Regions from separate parts of the Mus musculus genome. Here region 2 is linked to region 1. A link is a contact called in public HiChIP or PLAC-seq data. All regions are on one chromosome and are shown on one strand. The core of a region is the stretch at or near the end of the contact, and the rest is flanking DNA. Distances in the headings are between cores, read along the strand shown. Region 1 holds the start of Slc12a9 (solute carrier family 12 (potassium/chloride transporters), member 9). Region 2 holds the start of Tfr2 (transferrin receptor 2).

Region 1 (7,558 bases), core at 3,451-5,950:
GTCTGTCTATCTATCTATCTATCTATCTATCTATCTATCTATCTATCTATCTATCTATCTATCTATCTATCTATCTATTTGAGACAGGTATGGCTACGTAGTCCAGGCTGTCCTTGAACTTGGGGTCCACCCGCCTCTGTTTTGTCAGTGCTGAGATGAGCCAGCTACCATGCCCAGTTTGAGGCCGGTGGTTGTCCTAATTCTGAAAGGGGAAACGAGAGACTAAATAACTAATTAATTCTGTGTTGTGGCGCCTTGGACAAAGCGTTTCTCTTTTTAAAATTCTTTACGCGTTTGAGCGTTTTGCCTGCATGTATGTGCCCCATGTGCACGCACCCCAAAGAGTTCAGGAGAAGGCATCAGGTTCCCTAGACTGGAATCACGGATGCTTGTGAGCCACCATGTGGGTCCTGGGAACGCACCGTAAAAGCAAGGAGTGCTCTTAACTGCTGAGCTATCTCTCCAGCCCCTGGCAAAATAGTTCTCAACTGACCTAAGTCTGTATACAAAGTGGAACAGAATTTGACCCAAAGGTTAAGGCAGCAAAGGGTACAAATGCAAGGACAGGGACAGCTGCTCTGACAGCTAATCTTCATTGTCAGTTCGACAGGATCTAGTGTCACCAACGAAGCAAACCTCTGGGTAGGTTTGTGAGGGATTTTCTAGATAGCTCAGTTGAGGTGGGGAGGCAACCCCTCACTGTCGCCTGGCGTCTTACTGTAGGATGGGGACTGAATGAAAAGAACTGAACTGAGGGCCAGCGTTCCTCTCTCTCTGCTTCCTGACTGGATCCAGTGTGAGCCAGCTGCCTCTTGCTCCAGCCGGGAGCCAGGATAATCGCTTCCTTGCGTGGCTGGTGGCTGTCGTTACATTAAAGTGAAAAGAAATGAATACAGAGATCAAGACTCCTCATCCAGTCCCAGCCACCCTGAGGACACCTGCTAGCTCAAGAGAATCAGAGTCTTCTTCGTGGGTAACAAAAGCAGTCACTGAACAGCCAGCCACCCCCCTGGCTGTTATCATAACCTGTTGAGGTGTTATCTTTAAAGCTACTGGGAGACTAATCAGACCTTGACCCAAAGGTTAAGGCAGCAAAGCATACAGATGCAGCACACGGGACTTTGGTTCCCAGGACCCACAGGGTGGCTCACAAACATCTGTGACTCCAGTGCTAGGGAACCTGATACCTTCTCCTGAACTCACGGGGCACATACATGTAGTTGTGTGGCTTCCGGAGGAGGCTCTGATGGTTAATGAAAGTGAAGCTAATTGGGACAGAAATAGTCTGGCATGCTTTTAAGCCCAGCACTCAGGAGGCAGAGACATGTAGGATTCAAGGAAAGCCTGGCCTACAGAGTGAGTTCCAAGCCAGCAGAGGCTACACTAGTGGGACCCTGTCTTAAAGGAAGGAAGGAAGGAAGGAAGGAAGGAAGGAAGGAAGGAAGGAAGGAAGGGAGGAAGGAGAAAAAAAAGAAAAGAAAAAAAGCCAGAGGGTGGCAGCTCCTTCCCCTCCTTTCTCCTCTTCCTCAGTGCTGAGATAGGTTCTAATGTAGACTCCACTGGCCTCAAAGTGTCTATGTAGACAAGGATAACCTTGAACCCTCACTCCCCTTGTCCCAGCCTTGTGAGTGAATGGTGGGGTTACAAGCATGAACTACCATGATCAGTATATAGTTTATTTGATTTTTCCTCTCTTCCAGGGAGAGAGGCTCATTATGAAAGGATTGTGAGCCTACCCTGATAGGCTGTCTGACGCTGGAGTTGATTCTGGGCTGCTTCCTGAAGACATTTCACTGGATGGAAGGTTTCTGTGGTAACAGTCAGAGGATATACCCGAGTGCTATTACATAGGTATACCTCTGAGATTCAGTTGAGTGCCAGCTACCTGGGCTACATGAAACCCAGCCTCAAAACCAACAGACAAAACCACACTTAATGCATAAACAACAGCCGGGCAGTGGGGGCGCACACCTTTGATCCTAGCACTTGGGAGGCAGAGTCAGGTGAATTTCTGAGTTTGAGGCCAGCCTGGTCTACAGAGTGAGTTCCAGGACATCCAGGGCTACAGAGAAACCCTGTCTCAAAAACAAACAAACAAAAAGACATAAACAAGACTAGCCAGATGTGGTAGTTCATACCTTTCATCTCAGCCCTTGGCAGAGGCAGAGAGGCAGAGAGGCAGAGAGGCAGAGAGGCAGAGGCAGAGAGGCAGAGAGGCAGAGGCAGAGGCAGAGAGGCAGAGGCAGAGAGGCAGAGAGGCAGAGAGGCAGAGAGGCAGAGAGGCAGAGGCAGAGAGGCAGAGGCAGAGAGGCAGAGAGGCAGAGGCAGAGAGGCAGAGGCAGAGGCAGAGGCAGAGAGGCAGAGAGGCAGAGGCAGAGAGGCAGAGAGGCAGAGGCAGAGAGGCAGAGGCAGAGGCAGAGAGGCAGAGGCAGAGGCAGAGGCAGAGGCAGAGGCAGAGGCAGAGGCAGAGGCAGAGGCAGAGAGGCAGAGGCAGAGGCTCTGAGTTTTAAGCCAGCCAATCTACAAAACAAGTTCCAAGTTCCAGAATAGGCAGGGCTACACAGAGGAACCTTGTCTTGAAAAATTGAGGGGGTGGGGGAGACACAACCAAGAAAGAAGAAGGCAGGCATGGTGGCAAGATAGCTATAATTCCAGCACTTGGGACGAGGAGGCAGGAAGCTTAGGAATTCATGGTTATCCACAGCTGTGCAGCCTGGGTTACTTAAGAGCCAGGCTCAAACAATCACACAAACTGCATAGTCAGAGTGGAGGGAGCTTTTAGAAATTAAAAAAAAAAAAAATCGCCAAATATTGTCTGAAACATGGGTAGCAGGGATGCCTGATTTATCCTTGGTAGAGCCACAGCAGGTGTGCCCATCTGTGTCCACATAAATTCATACGCACGAGGAAGCCTAGGTCACGTGTCTTTCTCAGTAACTTTCTACTTTATTTCTCTCACTGAACCTGGAGGTCACCAGTGCAGCTATGCTGAGCCCCAGGGATCCTCTTGTCTGCCTCCCCAGCATCCGGCTTATTCAGATTCCTTTACTTGAGCTCTGGGGATCAGAACTCGGGTCTTTGTGCTTCTAGGACAAGTGCTTTTGGTAACTTGGAGCCCCAGCCTCTTCTATGGGAATGTGAGACTCTATAACTGTGCTCATTCTGGAGGTCCAAATAACAGGGTGACCATGAATTGCTACGCTACATAAAAATTCAGAACATGTGGCTAAAGGTCTCCAAGGGGGACCAGTGAGATGGCTCAGTGGGGCACTTGCTGCTCTTGCAGAGTACCCAGATTCCGTTCCCATCACCTACATGGTGGTTGACAATCATCCGTACCTATACTCCCATGGGATCCAGCACCCCTTCTAACCTTTATGGCCACTAGGCACGCACGTGGTACACATACATACATGAGACAAAATACTCACATTTAAAAAAAAAATCTAAAGAAAAAAAGCTTCCCATCTTCAGTTCCCTAATCTAATACAACCACAGTAGTAGAACGTGCACTCACAGAATGGTTATGCATATTTAATACAATACCGTGTGAGGGGAAAAATGAATATGTATGTATTGGACTAAAGAGTCAATATGTTAAGGCTTCGTATGTACTATAGCATCACTTAGTGTGCTTGAGGCTCTGTGTTTAATCTCGGGGTGGGTGGGGGCAGTGCTCTTTTAGGAAAATAAATATTTGCATCAGGCTGTGCTGTTACTTATCTGTAATCCCAACACATGGGAGGTATAGGCAGGAGGATCAGAAACACGAAGTCTTCTTCAGCTATGTATTGAAATGGGGCTAGCCCGGTCTACATAAAGAGCGCCCCCACCCATGCCCCCTGCGAGTATACACGGTTAGTTCATCTCTCAACTGCTCTCCTTGAAGGGATGTCTTTTTTAAGTCCCGTTTTATAGATGAGGAAGCGTCGTTGGTAAGACCTGTAAGGGTTGAAGTTGGAGTTTTGGGGTCACAGATAAAGGATTTTTTTTTTCTTTTTTCGAGACAGGGTTTCTCTGTAGCCCTGGCTGTCCTGGAACGCACTCTGTAGACCAGGCTGGCCTTGAACTCAGAAATCCGCCTGCTTCTGCCTCCCAAGTGCTGGGATTAAAGGCATGCGCCACCACTGCCCAGCTCACAGTTACAGGATCTTAGGCACAAAAGCAAGCAGGGTTACCTGCTTATTTACCCGGACCTGAGTCGGGATGGAGGATCACGGCTCCCTCCCGTGGCCGAAGAGAAGAGCGCAGCCTGCGAGCTGAAACTGGACGAGGAGGGGGTCTCCTCTGAATGTGAAAGGGACCAGGCTGGAAGCCCGAGGCACTCTGGGTCTCCCGAGAAGCTGAAATAGTACGACTCCGGCAGGCGCCGACCGACGTCGCTCTCAGTTCCCAGGTGTGTACCTGAGTCAGGTGCCGCGGTTCCGCCCACTCCACTTTTCCGCAGTCGCCACGCGCCCCTTTCAGATATTCCTGGGGGCGTCCTGGAGCTCGGAGTGCAGTCAGACCCTCACCATGGGCATCTGCTAGCATCCTGGCAACGGGGGGCTCTGAGGATCGTGACCCACTACCTTGCAAAAGACACCCGAGACGCACGTGGAACGGTTTGGCTTGCAAGGCAGCGTACGAGAGTGTGGGCGGGGCTTGAGTGTAGACCACACCTTTGAGGCGGGGCTTGAATCGGGACCAATGGGACGCCTTGCTGGGGAGGGCAGGCTCCGGGCCTGACATCCCGGTAGCCCGCTTGCTTTTTCCGGCTCCCTCGCCCCCTCGGTTTATAGCGGAGCCCCACAGGCGCGCTGGGATCACACCGGAGCAGCTTCATTCCTAGGTGGTGAGTGAGCACCCTGCGGCACCCAGATGCAGGGTGCACTTGGCCGGCTGGAGCCAGATGCCTGTCCCCCCCGCCCCCCCCCAGGCATCCAGTTACTGAAGCAAGTGGACAAGAGCGGGTGGGTGGGGGAGGAGGACCCTGGGGATCCTGTGTGGCTGATGCTAGGCTGCCTGCATTTGTGTTTGGACAATTGATGGCTCTGTTTGGATTGATAGAGTTTGGAGGGCTCATTGTAGAGATTAGAAAAATCTGGTCAGGATTGAGATGGGTTGAGGGACAGGGGTGATACAAGGTGGAGCTTTGAGAGCTTTGAAAGTTTCTTATTGCCCATGTGTGAGGTGCTGTATTGAGGGTACTCGACAGGAGCAGCATAGGACTTGGGAGGAGGTGTTTACTGGTAATAGCTAACTTCCCTTTGAGGAGATCTTCTTCCCCTCTTGTTGCCAATTAAGGCGAGACCTATTTGACAAGGGGATCTGTGTCCCTTTCGCAGACTCACTGCTACCCCTAGTTTCAGAGGCACGGAGGATGACACGGTCCCTAAGAACTGAAAGGGACCCTGATTATTTAAACACCAGGGTCCGAGAGTGGGGAAGTTGCTGGGACAGTTTTGAGTTTCTGTGCCCTGTGTGTGTGTGTGTGTGTGTGTGTGTGTGTGTGTATCCTTTGCAACTCTCCTTTTGAGGAAACTGAGTGTTTAATTAGGGTTTTGTTTAGGGAGAGAGGGTCTGTGGTATTGCTATCCAGCCACTAAAACCTCTTTTTACAGGTCTCCTAGCCCTTTTGTGGCTTCCTCTGCTGGCGTTCAGCAATGGCCAGCGAGAGCTCCCCTCTTTTGGCCTACCGGCTTCTGGGGGAAGAGGGGGCTGCCTTCCCTCCCAATGGAGCTGGAGTATCTGGAGTGCCATCATCCCGCAAGCTCTCCACCTTCCTGGGTGTGGTGGTGCCCACGGTTCTGTCCATGTTTAGCATAGTCGTGTTTCTGAGGATTGGTGAGTAGAGGAGGGAATTATTGGGAAGGGGCTAAGGCTAGGGATGGACCCTAGTACATGTGGTCAGATGGAGGGTAAGGCCCCTTGAGGCCTTGTGTGTGGCTCTGCTGTGGGACTGTGCTGGCCAGTGGGATGGGGGGAAGGGGGAGAGGTATATAAGCATCCCTTGTGACCTGCTTTTCTCCCCCTGTGCAGGGTTCGTGGTGGGCCACGCTGGGCTGTTGCAGGCCTTGGCGATGCTACTGGTTGCCTACATCATTCTGGCACTAACAGTCCTCTCAGTGTGTGCCATTGCCACCAATGGAGCTGTGAGAGGGGGCGGAGCCTACTGTATCCTCCAACCTAGATGGACTGGGGTCTGGGTATTTCTGTCCTCCAAGGTTCAGGAGGGGAAAGGGGCCAATATCTTCTGTCTGAAAATAGGCCAAATGTTAATGAATATAGCCAGTAAAGGTGACCAGCACTCTTATCTTCATGCCTGGTCTCCTAACACTGTTAGCAGTTAGCGTTTTTTAAGCACAGAGTGTGTATGTAGCTCAGGGGTAGAGTGCTTGCCTAGCATGCATGGGTTCGATCCCCAGTCCTTCTCCCCCTCTAACAACAACAACCACAAAAAATTGCTCACTGATAGTCATTGTACAGATGAGGAAAGTGATACCAGGCATGGAAATGCAGGCCTCTCACCCTGGGTACCTGGGAGATGGAGGCAGGAGGATGAAAATCCCAAGAGTACCCTGGGTTACAGAATGAATTTGAGACCAGCCTGGGCAAAATAAAAAAATAAAGAGAGGGACATGATGAACCATGCCTCTAATGCTGAGGAGTTCTGGGTCATCCAACCCATAGTGAGTTGGAAGCCACCAGGGCTACTTGAGACCTTGTATCAAAAACACACAAAGTGGTGGCTGGAGAGATGGGTCAGGGGTTAAGTGTACTGGCTGCTCTTCCAGAGGGCCCGGGTTTGATTCCCAGCACCCATGTGGCAGCTCACAACTGTCTATAACTCCAGTTCCAGATGCTCCGGTCACCCTCACACAGACACACATGCAAGCAAAACACCAATGTACATGAAATGAATTCTTTTTTTTTTTTTTAAAAATTAAAAAACAAACAAAATAAAGAGTAAAAAGAGAGCAAGGGAGGCGCTCAGGGTAGAGGGCTTGCCTGACAAATGGGCTCATGTATCCTAGCGGGGAAATGGGGAAAGCTGTGCATTCTTAGGATTTATGCAGAGATTAGGACATAGGCACAGCATTGCTGGCAGCTGAGCTGATGCTTACAGGAAACCTGGATGTGAGGCAGCTGGGAGGTTGGCTTAGGGCCCCTTCCTCTATTTCAGTTTCTTTTCCCTTAACGCTCAATCTCCTGCTTCCACTTTTAGTCATGATCAGCAGGACTCTGGGGCCGGAGGTTGGTGGCAGCATTGGCCTCATGTTCTACCTGGCTAACGTCTGTGGCTGTGCCGTATCCCTGCTGGGACTGGTGGAGTCTATACTGGACGTCTTCGGGGCTGGTCTGTGCTCTCCCCAAGCTGGTGGGGGGTGCTGGGCTTCTCAGAATCTGGGATTGTGGAGTCATGTCTCCCAAGATGCACATGGGCAACCCAGTGCTTGTCTCTGCCCCCAGGGAACTTACTGTCCCCAGGCATGTCCAACCTGTAGTGCTCTGGCCACATGTGGCCAAGGATAGCAATGAATGCTCCCAACACAAAATTTTAAGCTTGCTTCAAACG
Region 2 (7,558 bases), core at 2,431-4,930, 240 kb before region 1:
GTTCTCTTCTCCCGCCCTGAGATCCTGGGGACTGATCTCAGGTTGTCAGGCTTAGCAGCAATCCCCTTTACCTGCTGAGCCATCTTGCCAGCTCTGAATCCCACTTTCCAACTAGACCTTTTGAGGCTCTTGTTTCCTCCCTTCATCCTCACTGTATCTGCAGGTCTGTCTGTCTTTCTTGGACTGAAACATAGACGTCCGTCATCCCACATTTCCAGAGTTTTCAATGTATTGTCTCTTCAAAAATTCCTTACTACATTGTAGAGGATGGGAATTTGGGAAAATTCAGCAGTAGGGAGCTCATAGGTTTGGGGTGGGGGTGGGGGCCAGACAAGGTCTCATATGTCCTGGAAGACATGATGCAGCTGAGGAGGGCCTTGAACTCCTGATCCTCACGCTCTCACTTCCCAGGTGCTGGGATCATGGGCATGAGCCAGCACACTTAGTTCATGCCACACAGGGGATCACGTGAGGTGAGTTCTCTGTCCCCCAAGCTATAGCCCCAGCCTCAGATTGGAGGTCTTTTTAGCGAAATAAAGCCATCTATTTTGATCAAACTCCCATTGGTGTATCAAAACTCCAATCCTAAGTGCAGAAGAGGAAGAAGAAGAGGAGGAGAAAGAAAAGGAGGAAGAAGAGGAGGAAGAGGAGGAAAACCCAGGTATAAATCTATAATCCTAGCACTTGGGAAGCTGAAGCCAGAGGACCTCAAGCTTGAGGCCAGCCTGGGCTATATCACAAGACCTCATCCCCAAAAAGGTAAAACCTATACAAATGAAATCAAACAGAACAGTAAGGGGCTAGAGATGTAGCTCATCAGTCGAGTACCAGCACTCAAGGCTCTAGGTTCAAAGCCCACATCTGGGAGAAGGGCAGTGGGATGGCTCAGCAGGCAAATGGTGTTTAGTGTTAAGAATGAGGGCTTGAGTTCAATTCCTGGGACCCACATGGTAGATGGAGAAAACCAGCCACATTGCAAGCTGTCCTCTGACCATCACACATGCTCAGTGGCATCCAAACACCACACTCCAATAAAAACTAAATAACTAAAAAAAGAAACTCAAGCCGGGCGTGGTGGCACACACCTTTAATCCCAGCACTCGGAAGGCAGAGGCAGGTGGATTTCTGAGTTCGAGGCCAGCCTGGTCTACAAAGTGAGTTCCAGGACAGCCAGGGCTATACAGAGAAACCCTGTCTCAAAAAAAAAAAAAAAAAAAAAAAACTCAAAGAGAAAAAAAAATCATGTGGTCGACTCAGTACATGCTGAAAAAATATTAATTTTTTTTTCTCATACCCATTCTTCATTACCTGTTCGTTACATAACATAAAATTAAAATGTCATTTAACTTTACAAATTATTTCTGCTTTTGAGATGGGGATTCATACATCCTAGGCCAGCCTCCAATTTAATACATAGTCCAGGATGACCTCAAATTCCTAATCCTCCTGCGTGCTGGGATGACAGACACGTGCCACCAGGCCCTGGTCCCTTGTCTTCATCCACCCAGCTACCTATCTCCTAAATAAACCATCTGTGATGTCTTTGGCCTTTGGATACTGAGCTCCTGGTGTCTGCCATCCTTCCAAGGACCGCTGAGCAGGGAGGCCAGAGAGGCTCGTGGGAAGACCCAAGAAAGGACTTTGGGCAACACGTGAAGTGATGGGGCTCCTCCAGTCTGAGCTGATGACTGGACACTGGACCACGCAGCAGCCAGGCTGTGATCTTACCTGATGGTGTCTTCCATGCGCCCCTCCCCAAGGAACCGGAGAAACATGGCCTGGAGGTCGCTCCAGTACAACGTGGTCCGGCCGGAGTCCTCAGGGTTGACATCTTCATCGACCACCAACACGGAGTCCCCACACGCCTGGCAGGACCCTCGAAAGGCCACGTAGCCTAGGAGGAAGGCTGGCAGGTGGGAAGATGGGGTTCTCTTGTGCTCTCTTCTACTAGACCCCAGAAATGCCCCCAGCCCAGGAGGAGGGAGGGAAGACTCACCCCCAGTGAAGATTAGCAGGGTGATCAGGACCAGATAGGGGGCAGCCTTTCGACCTGCTGCAGCCCAGGGTATGGGAATTGACCTCCCGGGACAGGAGCCTAAGTGCTCAGGGCCTTTGAGTTCCATGGGGCAGAACTGGGCAGGAAGCTCCGCCCCTTCCTCCCTGTCTTCCTCCTCCAGGTGCTCCAGCTGAGGGCCTTCCACGCGTCTGTAGATGGTCTGAGAGGGTCTTGGGGACCACTGTTGCTGAGTGGAGGGGTGAGGTAGGCATGAGATTACGGGAGGGGGCCTAAGAGTTGGCTGAGGGTTAGGCAAGAATGGTGTCACTGACTCCGGCCAGGAGGAAGGGAGCTCTGGAGGCTGGAGAGGAGGGACCCAAGGAGGACCAGTGGGGCCAACCTTATGCATTAGGGAGTTGCCTAAGGGACACGAAGGAAGACCTAATGTGTGTAACCACAACTCCGCACCCCCGTGGTCTTACCACTCTCCGAAGTAGACCCCAACGTTGCTCCATGCTTGTGCCCCCTCCTGAACTCTGCAAGTAGTCCACACACACACACACAAAACCCCGATAAACCGTTTGTGGGAGCCCTAGAGGGCCCCTTATCAGCCCTGACAGGCAGCCTGAACCTAGGCCGTTTCTCATTCCCCATAAGGGTGGGGGCACAGTCTGGCCTCAGTCCAGCCTTCTAGACATTCCCCCTGGTTCATGCTAGACCGCAAGGGGCAGTGCCTTCTCTCACCAATCTTTCCACAAACCCCACTGTTGCGGGCAGACTGCAAAACAATCAATTTTTTTTTTTTTAAACCTCAGAGCAGACTTTGGCCAACTTGGTTCCCGTCACAGGTTGGGGGATGGGGGGGCTTAACGTGAGGGGGGAGGGGAGATATAGGTAAATCCCTCCTTTTCCCTGATTTCACTCTCTCAGGGTGTCCTTGGGGAAAGTCCCCAGCCCCCTTGGAAGTTTCACCATGAAAACGTCTGCCCCTTCCCACCTCTTGGGTCTGGTTGCTAGGTTTTCCCAGCACACAGCCTTCCAAATAACCCGTTAGCCGGTCTTCCTGCCCCAACCCCTGTCTCAGATTCCAAACAGCGGTATCTCAGTGGGGTGACTTGGTGGTTTAATCTGACCACAAAGCTGTCTGTCTGTCTGTCTGTCTGGAATCTGCTTGGTTGCTGGGGAGGAAGTGTTAGGAATGAGGTAAAGAGGTCAAAAGAAACCGACGAGTGGGTCTTGGAGTCAGGAAACTATGGGTTTCCACCTCACCGTTAGGGGGGCAGAAAAGGTCTTGGCCAAGCCACAGTCCTCCCCAGCACCCCTTGGATCACTAAAGGACTTAAGTGTTTCTCCTTCGGGGTCTACGACTCTAAAATTTTGATGAAGGGCCATAACCGCAGTTTACCCTCCAGTTTGAAATCCAAGCCGCGACGAAGACACCAGGACCTGCAGCTGTGAATGGGAAAGTTCAGGGTCCACCTCACCCTTACTTCTGGTCCAGGTTTCCCCTGGGAAACTGCGGGTCCTACCCAGGTCCAGAAAGATCTGAGAGGTAGGGGCTCACCAGTACCCCAGTCCCTGCCTCGTGCCTGTCAAAGCCGAGTCCTGAGTGGGAAGACACAGCAGCCAAGTTCAGCTCAGCAACAGGTCTCTGGGTTTCTTGGACCATGCTCCCAGGAGACTCAAAGCCTACTGAGGCCACACCCACTAGAGCACGCCCCCAGGCCCCGCCCCAGAGGACTCCGCCCCCGCACGTCCTTTTCTGGAGCAGCCCTGAACCAACAACCAGCTCAGTACAGACTCTTCCTGGTCCTTCCAGAGTCCTGACCCCACTAAAACCTAAGAAATTCGTGCCCCAGAGTAGCACGAATGTAGGTGTGTCTCTCTCTGGCATCTCACCAGATCCCCACGCCCCCATTCTCCCCCAAAGAAGTCAAACACTTGATTTTCATAAAAGTTCTTTTTTTTTTTTCTTCTTTCAACTCAGGAACATCACAGTCTAAGAAGATGTGGGTAAGAGAGAAGAGGGTAATGGGAAAGGGAGAGTTCAGCGCTTTTGGATTTCTGGCTGGTAGAACGCCCCTCTGGCGTTTCTCCGTGGATGGGGTGGACGGGTATTTGGGGGAGGGGGGCAACTTCAGGGGCACTTCCGCTCCACGCACTGCTTCCCTCCCTCCTCGTATTCCTGTTTGGAGATCCACATCTGCTGGAATGTGCCCTGAGAAAAGGGCAACATCAGCTGTCAGGCGTCACCCCACACCTCTCTACACCACCACACCTCGGCTTTCTACTTGCCTTCATGCATTTCTCACCTGTATCCTCCCCCCGCCCCCCCCCTTCCGGGAGATTTTAGGCTGCTCTACCACTGAGCCACGCCCCCAGCTCCTCCCTGGGGGATTCTAGGCAGAGGCTCTACCACTGAGCCACGCCCCCAGCTCCTCCCTGGGGGATTCTAGGCAGGGGGGGTCTACCACTGAGCCACGCCCCCAGCCCCTTACTTGAGATTAAACATGTTTTGTGCATGTGTGTTGTATTTGTGCCTGTGTTTGTGTGTGATGGTTGAGCTAACATGTACACACGGAGTACAAAGGGCAGGGTTTACCAAACCATACAGGTTTGTCACTCTGTAGAGAGGCTAGCCAGCCTTGAGCTTCTGGGGCTTCGCCTGTCTCCTCCCATTTTGTAAGAAGAGGCCTGGGATTACAGACAAATGTTCTCCTTACAAGTTGGGTTCTGCGGATCTGAACTTGGGTCCTCATGCCTTGTGCAGCAAGTGCTTTGCCTACTGAGCCATCTTTTCAGCCCTTGTATTTATTTGCCTTTTATTTTGGCAAAGGGTCTCAACCAATGGCCCAGGCTGACCTTGACCTTGTGATCTTACGGCCTCCACATCCAGAGTAGCTGGACATACACCTCCCACCCCAGCCAGCGCCACCATCACCGTTCTGACACCACCGGGCACCTCACTGCTACTCTCCCCTGCTGCTTTTTTCCGGGACCTTCCAACCGTCTTTTTTCATGGATAGCTGCTCAGCCCCCATGTGAAGGTTGGTGTCTCTGGCTCACAGAGCAGCCTTCCTGGGTGACCTCATTTGTCCCTGCCACTCTCCAATCTCTTGTTCCCGACTCAGATACCCAGCTGTGTCTTGGTTACTTCCTCCTGAATACCCTTGACCTTAAACTCCCTATGATCCCATAACTGACATCATCAGCTCCCAGCAGGCTTTGCCCAAACCTCATCTCTTTTGGTTTTCTCTCCTCCCCTCCCCTCCCCTCCCTTTCCCCTTCTCTCCCTCCCATTCCCCTCCTCTCCCTTCCTCTTCCCTTCTTTTTTCTTTCCCCCTTCCCCTTCTGTTCCCTTCCCACAGCTCCCCCTCTTTCTTTTAACAGGCTCACATGAAACACAGGTTGGCCATGAATTCTGGGTAGCTGAAAACATGAATCCCATCCCCCGAACCCACATCAAAAATCTGGGTGTGATAGTATGCACTTGGATCCCCAGCTCCAGAGAGATAAACACATCCCTGGGGCTCGCAGGCTCTGCCTTAGCCTCCTCTGCACAGTCCCCTTGATCGCGGGAAGACTCATGTCGCACCCCTTACCATTGGACCACCGTTCTATCCCAAATTCCAGGGTGTCCCCTTTACTCCTCGATGACTATGGCTGCCTTACCATAACCATACCCTCACCAGCCTTTCTCCTGAAGAAGTCCTCAGTCTTTAGAGAGCATTCACTGGCTGCACTTGCTCCAAAAACATTTTGTTTTAAAGAGCTTGGGGTTAGGTAAGTAAAGTGCTTGCTTAACAAGGCTAGGACCTTAGTTCAGTCTCCAGAATCCTTGTAAAAGAGCCATCCTTAATCCCCGTGGGAAGGATGCTGAGACAGGAGGATTAAACTTTACCGGATAGTCAGCCTAGGTGACCCTGTGACTTCCAGAACAGTGAGAGACCCTGTCTCAAAAAACAAGGTAGAAGGTGCCTGAGGAATGACAGCTCCGTTTGTTCTCTGGCCACAGGATCTCACTGTGTAGGCCAGGCTAGCCTTGAACTTGAGATCCTCACACCGCCTCAGCCTCTCTAGTACTGGGATTGCAGGCATGCCTAGGTAGTTGTTGAATAAAAACCGGCCACTGTCGGGGTCTGTTCTTCTAATACCCAATGCCATGCATCTTCTCTCTCACCAGTGAGGCCAAGATGGAGCCTCCAATCCAGGGGCTGAACTTGCGTTCCATGGTGCTGTTGCTGGCGATGAGCTTAAGACGCATGCTCTGGGGAAGGAAAAGGGGGCTGGGGAGTGGACATCTAGATTCTGGGGAGGGAGAAGGCTTGGTAGACGGGAGGAAGGCACAGAGGCACGAGCATTTCTGTTTAGGGGAATCAGGAGGCATTTGGGGTTCAGAGAGCTAAGCTAGGATTGGAATCTGGGTGCCCTGAGTGTGTGTGTTGGAGCTCTTACCGGTGGGGTCTTCTGAGAAAGCTCCCGATTAAGTCTGTCTGTGAACCCCTGAAGCAGAGTGTTGCCGCCAGTGACAATGACACTGCCATAGAGACCCTGAGAGCAGGGAGAAGCGTCAACCTGCAGACAGAACTTTTTTTTCTCCATCTTAGCCCTAGGTCCCTCTGCCAAGCCTTAGGATCTGGCCTTACCGGGCGAATGTCAATGTCACACATGCCGATGCTGGTGGTGACCACGTGACCCACTCCTAGCATGGTATTCCCGGACAGGCCCTGTGGACAGAGGTGATATGGACTTGGGGCCTCTCCCTCCCTCTCCCCTAGACTCCTATCATCTTTTCCAGACTCCTTCACTACACCTCTGGATCCAAGACTTTAGGCAACCCTAACCCCAACCCCAACTAGTCCTCAGCATCCAGCCAAACCTTGACATTAGAGGGATCAAACAGGCCCTCAGGGATTCGAAGTCGCTCAGCGCCGTAGTCTGTGTTGTAGCCATTGGGCATTTCATAATGCACAGTGGGCATTTGTGCAGCTACCCTGCCCAAGAAAGGAGCAAGACTCTGTGTGATGTGGTGCCAGGTGGGGTGCTCTAGGGGTTCCCATGAACCCCAGTTCTGTGCCCATCTTTGTTTTTTGAAATGGGGTTCTCATGTAGCCCAATCATGCCTCCAACTCAATAAGTAGCAGAAGCTGGCCTTGAACTCCTGGACTCCTTGTCTCCAACTCCTAAGCACTGGCTTTCAGGCTTGTACAACCGTGGCCCCTAAGTGAGACTGAACTTTATACATACAGGCAAACCGAGCTATAGTCCCAGTGCCTTTACACACACACACACACACACACACACACACACACACACACACACACTTTTTGAGAGAGGGTTCTGCTATGTAGGCCACACTGACCTGAGACTCTCTCGATCTTTCTGCCTCAGCCTTCCTGAGTATTGACATTACAGGAGCCATAGCATTCCCAGCGTCAATCAATCCTACCCTCCTTACCACCATGCGGTGCTCAGCCCAACTCACTGTTCATCGTAAGGGGAATCAGACACCTGCAGTACGGAGGCCTGGAAGTCTTGGATCACCTCCTGAGAAGCAGGGAG

Evidence for each region. HiChIP or PLAC-seq counts read pairs in DNA pulled down with a chosen protein or histone mark.
Region 2: a contact with region 1 is called in an H3K27ac HiChIP or PLAC-seq map of embryonic stem cells, with 2.8 times the contacts expected there. The contact joins the promoter of Tfr2 here to the promoter of Slc12a9 in region 1. A contact is called at or near these places in 6 of 39 promoter capture datasets (the 3T3-L1 cell line, the HPC-7 cell line, cranial neural crest and 3 more), 2 of 115 datasets of contacts at active chromatin or transcription factors (bone marrow-derived macrophages and embryonic stem cells) and 1 of 9 other capture datasets (adipose tissue).

What each region holds. Positions count from the first base shown.
Region 1 is chr5:137,330,724-137,338,281 of GRCm38.p6, reverse strand. Slc12a9 (solute carrier family 12 (potassium/chloride transporters), member 9) reads left to right here and starts at 4,700. Exons shown (of 14, transcript NM_031406.3): 1 at 4,700-4,834; 2 at 5,604-5,826; 3 at 6,022-6,156; 4 at 7,208-7,339. The coding sequence starts at 5,646.
Region 2 is chr5:137,565,962-137,573,519 of GRCm38.p6, reverse strand. Tfr2 (transferrin receptor 2) reads right to left here and starts at 3,680. Exons shown (of 20, transcript NM_015799.4): 1 at 3,586-3,680; 2 at 3,402-3,448; 3 at 2,479-2,532; 4 at 1,997-2,243; 5 at 1,729-1,906. The coding sequence starts at 2,511. Actl6b (actin-like 6B) reads right to left here. Exons shown (of 14, transcript NM_031404.5): 9 at 7,482-7,543; 10 at 6,876-6,990; 11 at 6,643-6,723; 12 at 6,452-6,547; 13 at 6,177-6,263; 14 at 3,940-4,214. The coding sequence ends at 4,134.